2 separate regions of the Mus musculus genome follow, and region 1 is linked to region 2. The links are chromatin contacts, called in public promoter capture Hi-C maps. All regions are on one chromosome and are shown on one strand. The core of a region is the stretch at or near the end of the contact, and the rest is flanking DNA. Distances in the headings are between cores, read along the strand shown. Region 1 overlaps Ptpn13 (protein tyrosine phosphatase, non-receptor type 13). Region 2 has its middle 26 kb from the start of Gm30443.

Region 1 (6,739 bases), core at 3,489-5,988, 140 kb before region 2:
GATGACACTTCAATGTTCAGATACTCCACATTCAAGAACAGAATATGTTTTGGAAATAACTACCTTTTTTGTTTGTTTGTTTGTTTGTTTTTCGAGACAGGGTTTCTCTGTATAGCCCTGGCTGTCCTAGAACTCACTTTGTAGACCAGGCTGTCCTTGAACTCAGAAATCTACCTGCCTTTGCCTCCCTGCTGGGATTAAAGGCGTGAGCCACCACGCCCGGTGATAACTACCTTTTTAAATGCATTTCCCACCCCCCTGCTAAAAGTCACTTTTCTAATAATATCACGGTAGAGGCTAGACTCTAAAATTTCAGCAATTCATGGCATTAGTTTATGAAGCTCAGTGGTCAGCGGACCTCTGGCCTCTGAGAGCCCCACCCGTGAGCATCACAGGCTCATTAGAAGGGAGATAATCACCTATCTTAGAAATATCAGGGTGTTCCTCTACTTGAGAGATCATGGCTATAGAATAAGTTTTCATCTAGTAGAGTCCAACTCAGTTGTAATTTAACTCAAATTAATTGAGCATATAACCAGTTAGGAATGCATCCCTAGGTGTTCAGAAAATCAAAACAAAACCAGAAACCAGAAGCGAAATCTCAGTAAGATCGCCTACAACTAAAAAGTGGAAAGAGCTTTATGTAGTACTAAGGTTTACCATGGAAAGTCAGTAAATGGTTACAATTAAAATCGGTTACACCAGTTAACAAAGAGTTTAAAATAGACATACTGAAAAGGAAATCTTTTTTGTTTCCCTCCACGGGAAGCGAAGGACCAAGGCACGGACTCCATTGTGAACCTCAAAGACCAGCACACCTTTGGAACAGACCCCCAGCAGTATCCCTGTCTGTGACTTCTTCTCAGGGTGTACCCGGTGAAAGTGAACTCCATACTCTGTCAGCCTTTGGCAGACCTGTTGGAACACAGGGTGATGCACGTGCGTTAACAGTGGTGTACAGGGGAGGAGTTAGACTTGGGTCAGCGCACTCAGTAACATGTGACATCCATATTCCGAAAATGTATTCCCAGTACTCACTTTAAGTGACAAATGAAAACAAACCCAAACCACATCAGAGGGCTAAACAGAGGAAGGAGCCAAGTGTCTGACACTTAGAGAACTTGTAAGGGTGGATGAGGCCGAGAGCGCTAAGTCAGGACATGAAAAACACTAAAAGAAGCAACAAGAAGTCCTAGCAGTAACAAAAGAAGTCTGTCGCTGGTAACCAGCCTGCTGTCACAAGGTCCCCCAGGGAGGTGAGCAATGGCTGTCTGTCATTGATTGTGGGGCTAAAGATGCTTACTATTTATGAATTTTTCTCTTCCTTTAACTCTATGCTATTCTAAGACCAAAAGCCACCGGCTTCTGATAATTAGCTCCTGCTGTTAGCAGCAGGGGACTAAGGGCAGGGGCGGGGGGTGGGGGGGGATTTGGGCTTGAGAGATGGTTCAGCAGTTATGAAAACTGGAACCATTTCCAGAGGCCCTGAGCCCTGAGTTCAATTCCCAGCAACCACACGGTGGCTCACAACCCATCTGTAGTGGGATCTGATGTCTTCTTCTAATGTGTCTGAAGACAGCCACAGTGTACTCACATTCATAAAATAAATCTTTAAAAAAAAAGAAAGAAAAAGAAGGAAAGAAAGAAAGAAAGAAGTCAGTCAGTTTTAGTTAATAGTCTCTTTTCTCTCTGGCTCTAGGGTCCCTCACTGAAAATGTGGCAGGTGCCAGTTCTTTAACTCTTCGTGAACCAGAGAGAAAAGAAAAGAAAGAATAAAAGAAAGAAATGAGAGAATATTCAGGCACTAAGAAAAAAACACTCATTCTGGATAAAGTAGAGAAAGAAAGGTTCCAACCACTTTACATACACACACACACACACACACACACACACACACACACACTCATACACACTCTCTCTCACACACACATACATATACACTTACTTAGTGGGAGGTGCAAAGCTCCATACAGCAAGCTCCAACAACCACAATTTTCTGTTCTCAATATATATACTGTCTCTAAGATTATCTCACACGACTGTCAGGCAAACATCAAAGTGGGGTAATAAATTATATGGTCTTCTAAATACTTTTACATTCCAATAATTTCATAGTAAGTTTAAGGCATGGATTCATGTCATAGATCGATAAGGTTTAAAGAGTTACCGCAACATTGTTTACATGTCCTTCCATTAAGACTGGTATCTCACTAAAGATTCATTATCTGTTATTAGCCCCACCCCATAAGTTCATTATAAGTTTAAAGCTAAAATTTTTATGCCATAAGTTACCATGGTTTTGTCAAGAGACAAATCATTTGCCTTGTGTGTTACTAGTTTTGTATAGATAAACTAGTCAATGCTTTATTTTTTGTCCTTGTACCTACAACACATGTTCCATTCCCAGTTCATGACCTCGAGTGACCAGGGAACGATCTCATACCTGACCTAAAGGAATGTTTTCCTTCATTGTAAACTTGTTCCAAGCCTGATTTCTTTTTTTCGTGCAATTAGCCTGTGACACATGAAGCTCTACAGAGCTCTACCTGCAGCTTCTATACTATAGAGGACTTGTACTTGCATAAATTTAGGAACTCTATAAAATTATTATTAGGAATTATGAAATCATCAACTTGTCTCCACAGCATTACTATATGAGAGTACATCTTCATGCTGATTTGTAGAAAGTCTGCGTAATAGGGTGGGCAGATGCCCAGGAATCATTAGGCTGTCTAATAGTGACAGGAAAGATATATCAACTACAAAAAGCAATCCTGGGATGAAGTCTCTAAGAACCCTGCATTCTTAGTGCTCATCCATAGCAGGCCATAAAAAATGGTGGGCCATCTCCACTTGCATGTCTTTAGCTTTTCTTAAATGGCTTCTGACAGTCAGTGACAGAATTTAAGGGCAGACTCAGACTGAGAAATAAGTATATGTCAGGCATGCATCTGGCAAAGGAACTATATCCATAATATATAATGGAAGCATGCTTTGCTGAGTCAATCGGATGGGAGTGAAATTGAAAAATGTTTAAGTGTACATATGAAAAAAGCAGCTAGGTAAGTGGAAAATGAAACACAAGAAAATAGTCAATGAAAATAGTAAGAAAGACAAACTAAACTAAACTTGTAATTCTGGGGCTGAAGAAATGACTCAGTGCTTAGGATCACACACTGCTCTATACAGATTCCCAGCACCCATGTAGAGTGACTCACAATAGTGTATAAGTCCAGCTCTAGAGCTGGGACAATGTGGCTTCCATGGATACCTACACTTACGTGTGCACGTACACACACACACAGACACAAACATGTACATAATTTGCACACGTGTGTGTGTATGTACAAGCAATATTAGAAATCAATAAATCTAAAAGCTATCTTTAAATACCCTAAACACCATCACTTCTTACCCACCCTCAGGGCTAAGATGGAAAGGGCAGAGGAGAACACAGCTGTCTCTGCGGAGAGCGGGACCTGCGCTGCATTTGAGGAGGTGGCTAGAGAGCTGCAGAGCTTCAGCATCCTTATAAACACACATTGCTGTTGAGCGCGTCCAGGTACTGAACACAACGGCTATGGAGAACTGAGTTCACAGCCTGACCTCAAGTGTGCACTGAAAGCAACCCTCTTTGGCTTTCTTATCACGAATCCCTTAAAGATAAAAAACTTTAGAGATGTTATGACGCCTCTTCTGAGATATGTATGGAATGAGAAACTTGGCTCTCTACACTATGGATCAGCAAACAGAAGGTATACTCTCCCCGTGGCTGCTGGAACTGAATGTTCTCTAAGCTTCTTATATTGAAAGCTTACTTAGTTCACCCTTTCCTATCATAAATACACTTTATTTATCCGTAAGCTAACACGAAGCTGATGGCAAAGCTCAACCCATGAGCCACTTTTTTCAGACGTTTTGTATCTATGAGGTAATTATCATTCATACAAAGACCAATTCTCATCTGCAGAACAAGGGTAAGCAGTTCTAGAATGAGTGTGAACTTGCCCCTCACACCTACTCAGTCAGTTCAACTGTTTCTTTTTGTGAAACAGCTTGATTTTTCAGACACAGAACAGGGTGAAGACACAGGATTCACAGGAAGGCAGCAGGTGTGGGTTTAAGTAAGGGTTCTGTCCCCATGGTGCTCCCGACCATAAAGCATCATGATTTCTTTGAGCTGCGTTTTCTCTTTCACAGACGAGAACTAAACTGCTATAGTTTCAGGCAGAAAGCAGAAGCAAGCAGCCGGAGACTGCAGAGGGTCAGATACCAACCCCCAGCTTCTACGAACCTGCAATACTGCTTATTACTGGTCACTCTGCATGCTTACCTTTAAGAACTCTAGCTCTGTCTCCTTCTCGGAAGCGCCTGCATAGGTGTTATGCAGTTTGGGTAACTCTTCTTTAATGTAGGACACGTCCAGCTTCTCCATCACCCTGGCGGGCAGGTAATGTTCCAGGCGAAAGTAGGACACGCCATGAACCTAGGGGGAAGAATGCTGTTGTCAACAGTCCTGCTTGCCTATCGCTGATGTCAGGCCTCTTCCTCCTGTCTTAAAGTTCTTGTCTCTGCTGAGAGAAGAAATGCTTTAACCTCTCTCTAGAGAATGCATCTCTCTCTTCTTTGGTGAGTTAGAATAGCTGGACTTATTGGCAAGTCTCAAGGGAGGACACAGAGGGCCTTGTGCCATTACAGCTGAAGCGTAATGTGGTAATGCAGTGGGCAGGATCTATCATCTGCTTCCTACTAGGTCTCTTTCATTCAAGAACATGGAGCTTTGAGCATGGTTCTTTGTACCATGGCCTCTGCCTGGCACGGCCTGACACTGTGTGAAAGGCATCCTCAAGTCCATTCTTGACCAATACGTCCTCTACTGAGTCTCTTTATTGCTTAGAATATGGGGGATAGAGGGTTTGGAGCTCGATAACCCTAACCTCCAAAACAAGACAGTTTTAAACAGAATAATCAGAATCCATCTATGGGATAGGTCCGTGTGTGGTGAGCCAGGGCACTATGAGGAACCAAAGGAGTTTAAGATCATTGTAAGGTCAGCCATGATTTCCGCTAAGAATAGTGCGAAGGCTGATGATGTAACTCGGTGGGAAACGCTTATCTGGCATGCCCTGGTTTTGACAGCCAGCATCGAAGCAAAGCAAAGCAAAACACAGATAGAAAATGAACACATTTACCGATACCTACTTCATCAGGCACGAGGAAAACAAGCCTACCTCTGGCTGATAATCTCCATACTCTGCCTGGAGAGCCAAGGATGCAAGAAGCAGGGCGGCCTCGTCGTCACAGTGCACCCTCTCATCCAGAAGGTCTTTCCTCAGCTGAAGGTAATACTGATGGCACGTGAGGTCATGTCTGTTGAAATATGGGTGCACACGCATACCTTGACTTTTGAGGTCAAATCCTGGGAGGATTCTGATCATATGCATAGTTTCTAACATATATGTTTCCAACTACGGTTGTTATTAAGCTGTTTTAGGGCACTCAAAGTGCAAGTTCGACCACTGCCTTGCTTGGCCACCATCAGGAAGCTTCTTGTTGCAGTAAATGGGAACTAACAGGGAGAGCCACGGCAGGATAATGAGCAGAAAGTGAGAGGCTTTGGAGCGCTTGGTCCTAAAGGGGATGTCTCCATCAAACCCTGCCCTCGGGGTTCAGGGAGCTATGTGGCAGAGGAGGTGACACACTGTAAGTTGCATGGCTCTGTGTTGGGCATACAGGACCCAGGACTGGTGTACAGAGACTGGTAGCACATACAGACCTGCACAGGTTCAAGCCCGACAGGGTCTCAGTCCTGAGAGTGGGGAGTGGACACAGGCTCCTACCAATAACCAAAAAGCTACCTGCAATTGATAACTGCTTGCAAAGGAAAAATTATTTTCTCCAGTGGAGTCTCTTGGGGCATGGCGCCCATACTTAAGAGCAGGTTCAAGCCCAGTTGTAGGCAGGCAACACAAACCCAACTCAGTGGTAGTTTGTAGACCTTCTGTTTCAATTTGCTTTGTTTGCGCTTGTTTATTTTGTCTTCTTGGTCATTTGTTTGTGTATTTTGCTTTCTGGTTTTGAGGGTTTCTGTGTGTATTTCTTTTTCTTGTTTATTTACTTTGTTATGAGAGAGAGAGAGAGAGAGAGAATGAGAGAGGAGTTGAGTAAGTGGGGAGAATCTGGGGGAGATAAGGAAGGAGAAAATGTGACCAGAATTATTTTTTTTCCAATAAAACAATTTTTTTAAAAAGAAATTGTTTAAGGGCAATACTGACAGCACGTTAGTTTGCAGGCCATATGAACACTCCATGAGCTGTACAAATGCCTGAAGTTATGAAAAGTACCAGACCTTGTACAAAGCATTTCCCTAAGCGCACACTTGCTGGGTCAAGGCTAATGTACAGTTTAGGGGCAGTAACCGATGACAGGGAACTCAGTCTCACAGAGTGTCTCGCTTCCTTGCTAGGTCAAGAGCTTTTACCTGCTCTCTTTAAGGAAGCACTGTACAGCTCCCTGGCCTGCCAGAGCTGCCAGTCACAACTCCTGTGCTTTGGAGTCACCAGTAAGTAGTGGCTTCGCCAACAGGAGCACAGTGGTGTCACTGAACTGATGACATGAGGCAGTTAAGCAATTAACAGGCAGGAGGTGAACGCTGCACGGGTACCCGGGGTGAAGGGACAGCTTGTGCCCTAGGCAGAGTGTAAAGGGTGACAGATTTCATCAAAACACTCAGAGCGCC
Region 2 (6,904 bases), core at 851-3,350:
TTGCTATGCACAGAGAAGAAGAGAGGGCATTTCAGGCGAAGAGAACAAAATGTGCAGAGGCATGGAGATCTGGAGAGATATGTGAGAGGCTCCCTGTGGTCTGAGTTTAGGGTTGCAGTGGGAAGTAGAAGGGAAGTGAAACTGGAACAGACTTGCATCAGGAGGGGACTGTACCCAGACAAAAGGCTTCTGGAGAACAGCTAGTGGGAAATCAGAGACAACGGGAAAGAGATCATCATATTTGGTTAGTAAGAAAGGAAATTATAACAGGAATGTTAGAGGACAGACTGCAGGGGGCTGATGGGAAAGTGCCCACATAGGACGATGTGGCATTAGTAAGGGTGGAAATCATAAAAGGACCAATTAAATTAGTGGCTGTAGAAATGGTGAGGAGTGACGACATTTTGGATACAATCTGAAATAAAAATGATTGGACTTAGATGCTCAAGAACAGGAAGAGGGTTTGGTTTTGTTTTTTTTTTAAATTTCTTTCTCTCTCCTCCCTCCCTTCCTTCCTCCTTCCCTCCCTCCCTCTCTCCCTCCCACTCTCTCCCCTTCTCCCTCCCTCTCTTCCTCCTTCTGCTCCTCCCTTCCTCCTTCCCTCTCTATCCTTCCCTCTGTCCCTTCTCTCCTTGTTTCTTCTCTTTTCTTCCTTACCAAGTTCCTATTACATAGGTCAGGCTGGTCTTAAACTCAAGATCTCCCTTGTGGTGCTGGGATTTTGAGGACACGCTTTAGCCCCTTCCTTGGGGAGATTGGAGTGTGTGAAGTCATTTAACCATGGTGGTACGGTTTAGGGAAATAATGATCATGTCAGTATCTTATATTTCATAAAGGTCTGTGTTTTCTACTCTTTTTTTTTTTTTTTTTTTTTTAAGATTAATTTATTTATATGTAAGTACACTGTAGCTGTCTTCAGACACTCCAGAAGAGGGAGTCAGATCTCGTTACGGATGGTTGTGAGCCACCATGTGGTTGCTGGGATTTGAACTCCTGACCTTCGGAAGAGCAGTCGGGTGCTCTTACCCACTGAGCCATCTCACCAGCCCGTGTTTTCTACTCTTTAGTGATCTCACAATACAGGCAGAATGAAGTAATGTTAATTTCTTATTATTTTTTTTTTTTTTTTACTTCCTTCTGTCCATGAGCTATCTAACAAGCTTCCTCTCTCCTGCAATACTTTGTTATCATGGCAGTTCTGGCCAGCATTTTATGTTTATGGGTTTAAGAGTAGAAATCTGTCATTAAGGAATATTGATTTATTAAAATATAATGAGAGTGGTTTATAATAAATATATCTATAAAAGGTGTGCAAGAAGGAGTTTCAGAGAGGGAAAAGGAAGGATGGTATGAGCCTCGGACTGGGAGGGAGAGAGTTCTCCATAGAGCTCATGTTGCTGCACAGCCCTGGGAAGAATGGCTGAACCCTTGGGATTCTCTTTTCATGGGCGCTTGTATAGAGAACAACCTTGCAAGAGGAGCATCTCTGTCGCTAGAGCAGAGGGCAGGTTTGTTTGCTCCCTTTCACAAAGATAAGTTTCCTCCCAGGACAAAGGTTTGCAGGTCTGGCAGCAGCTCTAAGCTGCTGGTGTTTGCCGGGCTCAGTCTCTTAGCAGGTGTGTGGACCAAGTACCAATGCAAAAGTCCCCGTCGCTGCTTCACACCACACTCCCCAGACAAGTGCAGACCAAATGGCAGGAACATGAACCACATGCTGTCCGCTGTTCCGCAAGGGATAGAGTCCTTCTTCCCCGGCCCAGAAGCCTCGTCTCTTGCCAGCATGTGCAGGCCTGTAGCAAGCTACAGCTTTTGGGTGTTGACAGACAAGGGCTCTTGGGAACTGAGTGAGTGCCTGGGACTCAACAGGGAAGGCTCAAGGGGAGTGGTTCTGTGCAGATGACTGTGAGTGTTTAGGCTTAGTGGTTGGAGCTAAGATTGGAAGTCACACAGAGGATGTTGGGCCTGTTGTTTACTCAGTGGCGCTGGGAGAAAGAGTGAAAGAGGAGTCTCAGAGCTGCTGAGGGGCTGAGTGGCTCACAAAACCACCAGAACTGTAGTTTGCCGGGTCACTAACAGTACAGAGCCAATGTGTTCTGCTTGTTGGCCTGCAGCCACAGTCTTGATGAGCACTCCAGAGCACTTCCGCCATCTCCTTTGCCCAGACCTCAGCTGTTTAAACGAGGAAGGGAGTTAAAAGCAAGGTCAAGGTTTTCCCTGTTGCCATAGGGACCTAAAAACCCCAAGCTCCCCTGCACATTGTGGAATTTAAGGCAAATGATATACTCAAATCCGGCATTTTATTAGACACAGACAGTCAAGTTGTCCATTCTAGCCAGTTTCTTAAGGGCAAATAGAGCCCAGACTATTTTATTTTTTCAACTCAGTATTTACAGTAGGGTGTGATACTAACATGAATTGTTTTCTGACATGCCCTCCACGCTCTATTTCCCTCCTCGGATCTCATCTTCTCACTCTCTGATCCTTTTTTCTGCAGTTTTAGAGATACGATTTCATTCACATCTGTGGGGTTTGAAGGAGAATGCCAATCATAGGCATCTAGATTTGCAAGCTTAGTCCTCCTCAGCTCACAAACTATTCAGAAGGATTGGGAAGTGTGTCCTTGATGGCGGATGTGTGTGTGTCTCTCTGCATGGTACTTGTGGATCAGGATGTAAAACACTCAGCTACTGCTCCAGCATCCTTCCTGCCTGCCTGCCTCCTATCATGATAATCATTGGCTAACCCTCTAAAACTGTAACTCCACCCCACTTTTGTGATTTGTAAGAGTTGCCTTGGTTATGGGGTCGGTCTCTTCACAGCAATAGAATAGTGACTAAGACATCATTCTAGGACATCTTTTTATGATTTCAAAACCTCTATCCAATTCCAACTTATAATTTCCAGTCCTAATCAATCTTTTCAAGAGGATCTTGGCTATCTCACAGGCATAGACATGCCAACCAAACTTGCTTTGTCAAGTTTTCTACAAGTGTGTGTGTGTGTGTGTGTGTGTGTGTGTGTGTGTGTGTGAGAGAGAGAGAGAGAGAGAGAGAGAGAGAGAGAGCATGTGCATGTGCTGATGTGTGTGATTGAGATTTGAATCTAGGGCCTGCTGCATACTAAGTTATTCTACCATTGCCTTGCAACACCAGCTCCTAATCTATGTAAACTGTGAGCCAAGAGAAACGCCCCACCTTAAGTTGCTTTGTAAGGCATTTTGCCACAGCCTTGAGAACAGTAATGAACATTCTTTCAGCCCGGCGTCTCTGTTATCATACACATTTGTTCAGATCACTTTAGACTAGCCATGTTTCAAATGGTCACGTCCAGATGTTCAGCGTGGTTTATATAGCACTGTATGAAATAAGAGAACCAGGCTTCTGCTGTAGCCTCTGCTTAAAAGTCCACTTCTCCTGCGGAAGAGCTGAGTCAGCTCCGCTCATCACGTGTGCAGGCCAGTTACCAGGAAGAAGATATGGACAGAGACAGGCCTGTCCTGTCCCCTTGAGACGACTCCCTAGAAAGGTTTACATTCTTCTTGTCAACATTTTACCGCAGGATAGGAAGATATTTAAGTCAAAGGAGTTTGTGAAAGGTAGCTTTTATTTCAGATGGCCATGAGCTGATAAATGCTAGAAATTCTGTTGCAAAGACCCTGAAGAGTCAAAGTAATCCTGAGCAAAGAGAACAACGCAGGAAGGATCTCCATTCTAGGTCTTAAGATACATTAGAGCTGTAGTAACAGAAACAATAGTTATTGATACAAAAACCGAAACATAAGACAAAGGAACAAAATCAAAGGCCCAAGGGTGGCCACTTAGTATTTTACCAAGACTCGGATAACATATGCTGACAAAGGAAGTGTCTTCAACAAATGGGGCTGGGAAAACTGGATGTCCACGAATGAGATTAGATCTGGATCTATAGTCTTACATAAATTAGGTTTTTATATATTACTTGTATAAATTTAAATTCTCATACTAACTCCAAATGGATCAAAGACCTAAACCTGAAACACTGAAACTTCCAGAGGACAGCATAAGCAGTGTCCTAGAAGACATAGATATGAGGAAGGATATTGTGTCCCACTCGACCGGCAAGAAAGACACAACAAACCGGAATCTTCCGCGGCAAAAGCTTTATTGCTTACTTCTTCAGGAAGACCCTGAACAGGGAAAATGGCTCCGCTTTGCGGTGTGACATTTCAGCACCTGATATGGCGTGACAGCTCCTGATTCGTTGCTCGCCCATCACCCCACTATTACACCCCGATAATGAGAGTGACTAGGAATGAGTTCACTCTCGCACCTGCGTACAAGGCTTGTTTACTAGTTAGGCACAGCGGAGGCCAGCACCATCTTATAATGGCGATTGTTCGCTCTCCACAGAAGGATGTTGCGGGGAAATATTTAAAAAGTCAGCCTGCCATCTCTCCTGCCCTGCCGGTTTGTGTTCCTGCTCTAGTAGCAGTAATGGCGGACCACAACCCTATGTCCCAGTGGGGTCCCGCTCCGCGTGCTCTCACCGCTGAGCTAGCGAGTTCATCTTACTTTCACGCAACGCCCCACACACCCCACGATCAGCCATCTCAACACCTAGTTACCCAGTAGAAACATGACTCTTAAAGCTTATTCATCAGATCAGATTTATATAACAATAAGATCACAATTTACAAGATGCCAACACAATAATTTCATAGCCAGTTGATAAAGATAGAGCTTTAACCCAATTATTCTAACCTTGTGAAAATCTTAGCTACTTGTGGGTGTTTAAAACCACGTGGGATCAGGATCATCTTTCTGTTGGTCTGCCTCCATGTTGGCGTCTCTCCTTCTCCCCCTGGGACCTCCCTCCCTCTCTCTCTCTCTTTCTCTCTCTCTCTCTCTCTCTCTCTCTCTCTCTCGTTTTCTCTCTCTCCCTGGTCCCCAAACTCCTAGTTCCGCCTCCCTTTTCCTGTCCAATCACAGGCCTGACACTTCCCTAATGTGATTGGAGAGAGGAAACCCTGCAACAGAAGGATTTCCTGAACAGAAGTCCAGTTTCCCAAGAAGTAAGGCCAACCATTGACAAGTGAGTCTTCATAAAACCAAAACTCCCAGTTAGAGAATCAGGAGAGAATGTCTGCCAGGTGTTTTATCTGAGAGGTTTAATGTCTAGAATACACAAAGCACTCATAAAACAAAGAGTAAGGCAGGAAAAGGGCCATAAGTGAACCATTTGAAATATGGGCCTGGGACCTGAATAGACACTTTTCAAAAGAAGAAAAAAATGGCTAAGAAATATCTCAAAAAAATGTTCATGATCTTTAACAATTAGAAAATGCTAATCAAAATAACTTTGAGGCTTCATTTTACCTCAGCCAGACTGGAAAGATCAATGAAGAACTGGGAATAAACGCCGGGTGAAAGGGAATCCTCTTTCACTGTTGGTCAGATTGCAAACTGATACACCAGGATGGAATTTATTGAGTCCTCAAAAAGCTAAACAAAAATCTATGTATGACCCAGCTATAGTATAGCACTTGTTGGCACGTGTCCAAAGGACTTGACCTCCTACTCCAGAGATCTTGCTCAGTCATGTCCATTGCTGTTCTGTTATTCACAATAGCTAGGAAAGGGAAATCGCCTATGTGTCCTAAACTGATGAATGGCTAATGAAGATGCCGCGAGTGCACACAATGGTATGCTACTCGGTGGTTAAAAATAAATAAAAGCTGGGTGTGGTGGTGCACGCCTTTAATCCCAGCACTCGGGAGGCAGAGGGAGGCCAATTTCTGAGTTTGAGGCCAGCCTAGTCTATAAAGTGAGTTCCAGGACAGCCAGGGCAATACAGAGAAACCCTGTCTCGAAAAAAAAAAATAATAAATAAATAAATAAAACCATGAATTTTGCAGACAAGCAGATGGAACTAGGAAAGATCAGAATGAGTGAGGGGCGAGGCCAGCCAGGCACAGGAAGACAATCTTTCAGGTTCTCTCTCATTAGGGCTCCTAGCTCCAAAGCTTCAGATGTGAGTACGTACCCTGGAGTGACTCCAGAACCCAGGCAAGTAAAATGGGACAATTGCCAGGATAGGGGTGCTGGGGAAAGATCGAGAGAATGGCAGGGTATAAGACATCTGATCATAAAAATGGGGGAAGGTGGGGCTCCTTGGGGAGGGAGGAGGAAGGCCGATGCAGAAGGTGGGAGGAGGACGAGGGACATGGGGGGGGGGTAGCAGAATGTTAGTGATCTGATAGGGGACATGCGAAAGGGGGGAATGTATAGAGAAGAGAGAAGGAGGTATGTATAGAAGGAGGGAGACAGGTAAAATAACAATGTGGATGGCTGAAAAGGCTGTAGGGATCATAGCGTGATCTGTTTACTTTTTAAAAAGTATAATGCATATAATTCAGTGTATAGATATGCATATATAGTTGTAATGAACTTTTTCACCTAGGCTGATGATGCTCTCTACAGGAGCCAAAGATCGAACAAACAAACAAAACCCACAATAAAACCCCCTACCATACATAAGAATCCCTCTTTTGAGTTGTTGGCTTGGGCTAAGAGAATTCCAAAACCCACATCCTATTGTCATTGCCCTTGGTCAGTCCCCAGAGGTGGAAGGTAAGTCCCTATTGTTGAAGGATGCACTTCACACACAGGCCTCAGAGACCCTTGAACTGGAACCGACCTGAATGCCCCCGCCCTGAGAACTAGCTTTCATGGTACGAGAAGGTGTCATGAAGCTTTCAAAGGAGGGAGAGAACCAATAGTCTCACCCAGCTATGCTGCCTATGGACCTCAGTGACCAGCATGGCATCGTAACTATGGCGAGGTAAAGACATACAAACCTTAGTGATAGTCAAGGACTCTCTAACTGGACTTAAGATCCATTCAACAAGAAGCACACCATGCCTAGC

What was found. Capture Hi-C pulls out chosen DNA fragments and counts their contacts.
Region 1: a contact with region 2 is called in a promoter capture Hi-C map of adipose tissue. The contact joins two enhancer-like sites. A contact is called at or near these places in 1 of 484 Hi-C or Micro-C datasets (nephron progenitors), 4 of 115 datasets of contacts at active chromatin or transcription factors (embryonic fibroblasts, embryonic stem cells, fibro-adipogenic progenitors and 1 more) and 3 of 9 other capture datasets (adipose tissue, liver and pancreatic islet).

Annotation. Positions count from the first base shown.
Region 1 is chr5:103,527,395-103,534,133 of GRCm38.p6, reverse strand. Ptpn13 (protein tyrosine phosphatase, non-receptor type 13) reads right to left here. Exons shown (of 48, transcript NM_011204.2): 14 at 5,232-5,370; 15 at 4,334-4,486; 16 at 733-915. Among named protein-coding and RNA genes, the nearest start is that of Slc10a6, 99 kb to the left of the region's middle. Within about 2 kb of position 4,738, at least 7 of the 459 cell types and tissues checked have an H3K27ac peak or open chromatin away from gene starts, as enhancers often do. A contact at or near this core is called in adipose tissue, where this site is marked.
Region 2 is chr5:103,382,842-103,389,745 of GRCm38.p6, reverse strand. No RefSeq gene overlaps it. Among named protein-coding and RNA genes, the nearest start is that of Gm30443, 26 kb to the right of the region's middle. Within about 2 kb of position 2,100, at least 93 of the 459 cell types and tissues checked have an H3K27ac peak or open chromatin away from gene starts, as enhancers often do. A contact at or near this core is called in adipose tissue, where this site is marked.